Linked DNA regions of Mus musculus: region 1 is linked to region 2. The links are chromatin contacts, called in public promoter capture Hi-C maps. All regions are on one chromosome and are shown on one strand. The core of a region is the stretch at or near the end of the contact, and the rest is flanking DNA. Distances in the headings are between cores, read along the strand shown. Region 1 holds the start of Olfr452 (olfactory receptor 452). Region 2 holds the start of Kel (Kell blood group).

What was found. Promoter capture Hi-C pulls out the DNA fragments that hold promoters and counts their contacts.
Region 1: a contact with region 2 is called in a promoter capture Hi-C map of stem cell-derived epiblast-like cells, with 3 times the contacts expected there. The contact joins the promoter of Olfr452 here to the promoter of Kel in region 2. A contact is called at or near these places in 5 of 39 promoter capture datasets (cranial neural crest, embryonic stem cells, hippocampal neurons and 2 more).

What each region holds. Positions count from the first base shown.
Region 1 is chr6:42,788,070-42,791,613 of GRCm38.p6, forward strand. Olfr452 (olfactory receptor 452) reads left to right here and starts at 1,972. Exons shown (of 1, transcript NM_001011869.1): 1 at 1,972-2,925. The coding sequence starts at 1,972. The coding sequence ends at 2,925.
Region 2 is chr6:41,702,592-41,705,714 of GRCm38.p6, forward strand. It overlaps Kel (Kell blood group), which reads right to left and starts at 1,734. Exons shown (of 19, transcript NM_032540.3): 1 at 1,566-1,734; 2 at 1,171-1,282; 3 at 768-909; 4 at 321-497. The coding sequence starts at 1,194.

The DNA.
Region 1 (3,544 bases), core at 722-3,221, 1.1 Mb after region 2:
TACAATTTTATTGTCTGCTAACTAAAGCTCTATTTTCTCCTTGGACCCAATGTGTTGCATTCCATGAATACAATGCAACACATATGTTTGTTCTATACCATCTTCTATTGGGTCCTCTGCAGTATAAATATTCTGTTTAGCATTTAGACATTTCATAACAAAAAAAATCTTAATACTAGTCATTTAACATAGCAAAAATGTGTACATCTAAAAAGTAGCCTTAATTATTAATGTGCTTCATTTTAAAACATAGTATTGATAATTGCTATAATTAGTAAAATAGAAGTAATAGAAATGTGTTGGCTTGCACACTATGTGACAGGTTTGTTCTGTTTGTTTGTTTGTTTTGTTTTTTGTTTTTGTTTTTTTCGAGACAGGGTTTCTCTGTATAGCCCTGGCTGTCCTGGAACTCACTTTGTAGACCAGGCTGGCCTCGAACTCAGAAATCCGCCTGCCTCTGCCTCCCAAGTGCTGGGATTAAAGGCAGCATGACAGTTTTTCATATTAAAGCTAATTGAAGACAACAAACTATGGTAGACAAATCTCATAGATGTTGCAGAATTGTACAATGGGAGAACATGCAACTCTCAGACTAAGATGTTAACTGGGCATTTCTGGAGCCATTTGCTTAGTTTGTTCTTTATCAGGGAAGTGTGGTAACTCTCGTCCTTTATGCTTTAGAAATTGTCAAGATCCTCTGCTTCACTTGATTTCTTCCATCTGATCTTCCATTGCTTTTTACTCATTTCATACACTCTTGAAGCTGTGGCTTTGGTGACCAAGAAGATATGGAGAAGAAATAACATGTCTGTCTTAGAAGACTTTTTGAGACATCTGTTTCTGTTCAATGTTTACAATTGGTATTATGTCTTATTCCTTTTACTGAATAAATCCCCTATATAACACAAGATATCTGAAGGGAAATTACACTCCAGTGGACATCTGTAAGATTTCCTACCTTACTCTATTGAATACTGATGATAGATCCTTAAACATCTGCTTTCCTTCTGTCACTTTGCTCTAGATGGCTAAGCTTCCATATCCCTGTTGCTTTCTTTTCAACTGACACCCAAAGAAGAGGTCCTTAACCACACTAAGGTAAAAGAGAAAACCACCAAGAGCAATGGAATAAGGGTACCATTAGGGCACCCTTGTTCACCACCAACAAAAGACACTACAGCCTATCAAGAAGACCAAAGGTTTCTTTTAAAGGCTGTGAAAGTATTTGTCTATTTTGTGGAAAATATAGGACGGAAATCACATTTAATTTTTTAGGTACCGCAAGATGAGAATTAGGTAGTTATAAGTGCACACAGTACCGTACTAATATTACAGCAATGTTCCCCAAGTGTTTCCCATGCCTAATGCACTTGAAAATTATAGAATGTGAGCCTGTTTGTGTGTGTGAGCTTACCATGATTTGTAAATGAGATGCCTGTCAAAGAAAATTTAGATTTAAAACTATGCCTTTTTATTCTAGATCTTGTCACAAACCCCTAAATCTTCACAATAATTTAATTTGTTTTGTAATTGAGTTTTTAATTTCATTAAAATTAAGATAGGTAACATATTTTAGGCAGTTTAAAAATTTTAAGTCTCTACATTATATATCATTTTACATACCAAAGCCAATCACTATGTTCTTTTTGCACCCCCAAAAGGAAATGGGTTAAAAAAATATAGTGCTTAAAACTGTATTGTCTCACATCCAGGCTACAACTATTCCTCTAAGACACTATCTTTCAAGGGATATAACTATATGCCATAAGACACTGTCCATAAGATACTGGAGTGTTTCTCTGAAGCAGTTGATAAAAGCATGCTACTGTAGTCTCATGAATAAGCAGCAAATGGATAAAGTTGCAGATAGGTCACATATGCTGTGTAATTTTACTTGAAACTCTATAGTTGCTTGATTGCTTATGCTTCCCCCCTACTTTCTGTGCAGATCAATAATCAGTACATTTTTTAATGGAACAAGACAACCAGACATGGGTGCATGAATTCATCCTTCTTGGCCTTTCCAATGACTGGGGCACTCAAGTCTCCCTCTTCGTCCTGTTCTTGCTGATGTACCTGGTGACAGTATTGGGGAACTTCCTCATCATTGTTCTGATCAGACTGGACAGCAGACTCCACACTCCCATGTATTTCTTTCTCACCAACCTGTCCCTGGTGGATGCATCTTATGCCACAAGCATAGTCCCCCAGCTGCTGGCTCATTTCCTTGCCACACACAAAGCAATTCCATTTCTGAGCTGTGCAGCCCAGTTATTTTTTTCCCTGGGCTTGGGTGGGATCGAGTTCCTTCTGCTGGCAGTGATGGCCTATGACCGCTATGTGGCAGTGTGTGATCCTCTGAGGTATTCAGTCATCATGCATACAGGGCTCTGCACAAGGCTGGTCATCACATCGTGGGTCAGTGGCTCCATCAATTCTCTTGTGCACACTGCCATCACCTTCCAGCTGCCCATGTGCACAAATAAGTATATTGATCACATTTCCTGTGAAATTCTAGCTGTGGTCCGATTGGCCTGTGTGGACATTTCATCCAATGAGATTGTGATCATGGTTTCTAGCATTGTCTTGCTTATGACACCTTTCTTTCTGGTTCTTTTGTCCTACATTCAAATCATCTCCACCATTCTGAAAATCCAGTCTACAGAGGGAAGGAGGAAGGCCTTCCACACCTGTGCCTCCCACCTCACTGTGGTAACATTATGCTATGGTACCACCATTTTTACCTACATCCAGCCCCACTCCAGCCCCTCAGTCCTTCAAGAGAAGTTGATTTCCCTTTTTTATGCTGTATTGATGCCCATGCTGAATCCTATGATTTATAGTCTAAGGAATAAGGAGGTGAAAGGGGCTTGGCAGAAACTATTAGGAAAATTCTCTGTGTTCACATCAAAACTGACAAGTTGATGACTCCTGAATATTGATGAGAAGACGGCTTTTCTTCTTTGTTCTCCTCCTAACTCAGTTAGAACAGGTATTTCCATGGCAACAGGGAAGGTGCCGGAAGAACGTGTGTTTACTGTGTTATGCAGGAGTCTGAATGGTGGGTGTGTGACGTGGGTGTATTTTTATGTCACAGGAACGTGTTCAGCGGAAATTCAGCACCGCTGTCATTATTACTCAAACCCACTCTTGTGGTTCTGGTGCATCATCAACCCTAATTCTTTTACTTCATGATATTCAAAAGCTATACTCATTTAAATTCCATTTGTGCTTTCAGTTTTGAGTTTCGACAGCTTTCTGAGCTAGCAGTAAGTGGGGTGATACTCTGAGAGGGCTGAAGTACAGGTGCGTGATTAATACCCAGTAAACTTTTACAAGATCACCTCCTGTGTACTGTAAGGGCAAACTTAGATGTCCACTATGCTACATATATTAGATGCATTATTTCCTTATGATATTTCTAACCTTTGATGAATCTTAAGGAAGTGGATAAGAATGAGAATGTGTAATTAATACACAATGAACATTTTATTGTTGTTTTATGTACATTCTTATTATTAACTTTTACTTATTATTAAATGTT
Region 2 (3,123 bases), core at 484-2,983:
AAGAGGATCAAGCTCAAATAAATAAGGGGAGCTCCCAGTTTTTATGGGTTCAGCTTGACAGCAGGATAGATGAGCAAAGAGAAGGAGTGGAGACAAAAAGATAATGAAGACAACAAAGAAAACACAGAAAGGGAAGCAAGAAAGAAAACGGGTGGAAAAAAAGAAAAAGATTCAAATAGTAAGTAGGATGTGAATAAAGGAGAATGGGTAGGAGTGGAAGGCAAGAAGGAAGTTTTCTAGACTTGTGCACAGTTTAGAACTATCAAGATCATATGAGACTCAGTTTTGTACTTGCTCAGACTCTGCCAATGTGTCCTCACCCAACAGTCTCCACAGTCGGCTCTTGTTCTCTTCTGTAAGTGCTTGGAAAGAGTCACTGGTCCCATTGGCTTTTTCACAGGCAAAGCTGAAAAAGTCAGTGCAGGGGGCCACGCTTCTGTTTCCAGAGGCCAGGTAATGGTCCAGGAGCTCCATACACACAGGTGTCTCACATGGACCTGTGAAAGAAAAGCTCAGAGCTAGGTAAGAAGAACAAAGTGAACAAGGGCTCCCCCCAGGGGCTGGCAAAGGACTTTTAGTGAGGTGCATAGGAGGGACAGACCTTAGGACTTGTTGCCTGCTGTGTGTTGGATTCAGAGAGAAAGCAGTCTAGATCCCCAGGGACCATGAAGATAGGGGCAAGTTTGGCATGGGGCAGGAGTATTAGAGGTAGGGACCAAGGCATATGACAGAGGGCTGCCTGGGTCAGGGGTGTTCCATGATCTTACAAGGACCACAGTTCCGGAAGATGTAAAACCAAAGCATAGAAGAACCAAGGAGCAGGCCACAGAGCAGGACAGCTAGCAGCACCCATCTGGCTCTTGTCAACTGTCTGCTCCATTCAGTGGGAAGCCTCTCTTCTGGAGAACTCTAGTCAGGGAACCAAGAGGGGGAAAAGAAAAACATCACAAAGAAGTTTGGGAGGATAGAGAGGACAAGATTATAAGGAGAAGGGGGTAAAAGGGTTAGTGTTATTGTTCCTTTGTATAGAGGCAATTCTGTTTATTCTCCTTAAAAGCCAGCCTTTCTTAGATCTTTAGTACAGATTGCATTCATTTGATGAAAGGATCAAACAGGATTTTCAGGACTTTAGAAAAAGAAGATATCAGTGTGATGGCAGAGGCCACTTACCTCCTGGCTCCAGGGAGGTCCCATTGTGCTGCTCTGGCTCTGTCCCCTCAGCTTTCCCCCTTTTTGTCCTTCTCCTCCTGAAGTGACTAGAGGAAGGAGGAGGGCAAAGAATCTGGTTCCAAAAGGAAGGATATATTAAAGATAGAATTGTCATGCCACTCTGGCCCTCCTCCCCACATTTTCATCTTAAGGCCATTTCCCGAATGAAGCACTTCTTGGGTGTTCCAGTTTCCCCACCTTCCCCCATTAACTGCCTTGCTTGTCCCTTCTATTCTGGAGGCTTCAGACTCCCTCCTCTCTAGCACTTGTTGGGGAGACACAATATTTGCACATAGCCACCCTAACCCCCAACTAGGCTCTGTCTCCAGAAGGGGATGTTTCTCAAGAACACTTGCCATCTGTCTCTGCTCCTCTCTGGCTCCCAGAATCCTCTCTGGTTTTGTTTCAGCTGCTGTATCTAAAGCATTCAGAAAATGACCTCCCTTTTGCCCCTAGTCCCAGTGGCCCTGGAGAAGGGGCAACTCTTCCACTCTCTCTGTCCCCAAATGTGTACTGTTGGCCTCTGGGTGGAGCCTGCTTATCAGTGAGGGAACACTCAGGCCTCACCTCCTCTTTTATCTTAGTTTCTCAGGGGAGAGAGGGAGGAGCTCACTCAACAAGCAATCTTGCCCTGCGTCTGCTCCTTGTGTTTGGCTCTGTAACTTTGTTCATAATGTCTCTTTATTTCTTGAATATCCTTTTCTCCTCTCCTCTCTTTTTTGATTGAAATCTCCCAGATTCTTTAGTTCCTGAGTCAAATGGCACTTGCCAGGGAGAGCTCAGCATCCCATTAAACACTGTTCCCAAGCATGCTTCATTGCTTGTCCTTGTGAGCCATGGCCCTGTTGGTTGTAGTCAGAGCCACACATTAAAAAGATCACCCAAGTAGCAGACCCCAATCTGCTAATTATTAGCTTTGTAACAATAAACAAGCCACTTGTACTCTCAGAAAGGTAAGCAAGTTTTATCATCTGGAAAATGAAGGTAATAGTTTCCCATGCCTGCCTCACAGGGTCTCATATCTGCTGGAAAAGAATGAAGCCCTTATGAGACTCTTTCTTTACTCTGCACTATATTATGACAATGTGATCCTCATCTCCTTATCGGTTGAGAATGTTTTACGGTAGGTACAGTATTTCTTTTTCTTCTTAATCTACAAAGATGTTTCATAAATGTTAGTCAGAATGGATGAAATTTTAAAGCCCAAATCCTGCTTTCCACATCACACTGAGCCCCCGTTAGCAGTCGCAGCAAAGCACACACATTTCTGTTCTCTATATTCTCATCATAGGCAAAATGAGATGTATTAAGATAGTCAAGCTAATGGTATGTATCAGCAGTTTGAATTCACTGGGAGGGGCATGGATGCAGCAGGGTGGCTATGCAATTTGAAAAGTAAGGCAAAGCTAGAGTGTCACTTGGGACAAGTGTCATGAAGGAAGGTCTAAACTTAATGCCATATAAAGCAAGATATTGGGAACAATGAGCCCCTTGAGGGAACGTGTGACAAAATAAAATAATATTTGAGAAAGAACTGTGTGATACTGTGATTTGGAAAGATTGAAACAAAAACTCCAGAAGGTAGTGGCTACCCTGCCAGTGTGCTATGATGAAGCAAGATCTGGCCTAAGCTGATGGCAAATGAAACGAACATGTAGTAAAGATTTCACAGGAAAATAGTCATGGAATCTGATTTTAGGGCTAGGAAATTGTAAAGGGGTCACAGATCGGCTTTGTTGTTGTCTTGGATGGCTAGAAGAATGGTGAGGCCAGAAACAGAAATGGGATTTTGGTTAAGGGTGGGAATGAAGATCAGATTAAGGGAAAATTGATGCTTCATAATATCAGGAGACCAGAGTCTGGGACCCAGCAAGATGGGCCCCATAGGCAACACCTTGTGTGCAAGCCTGAAAA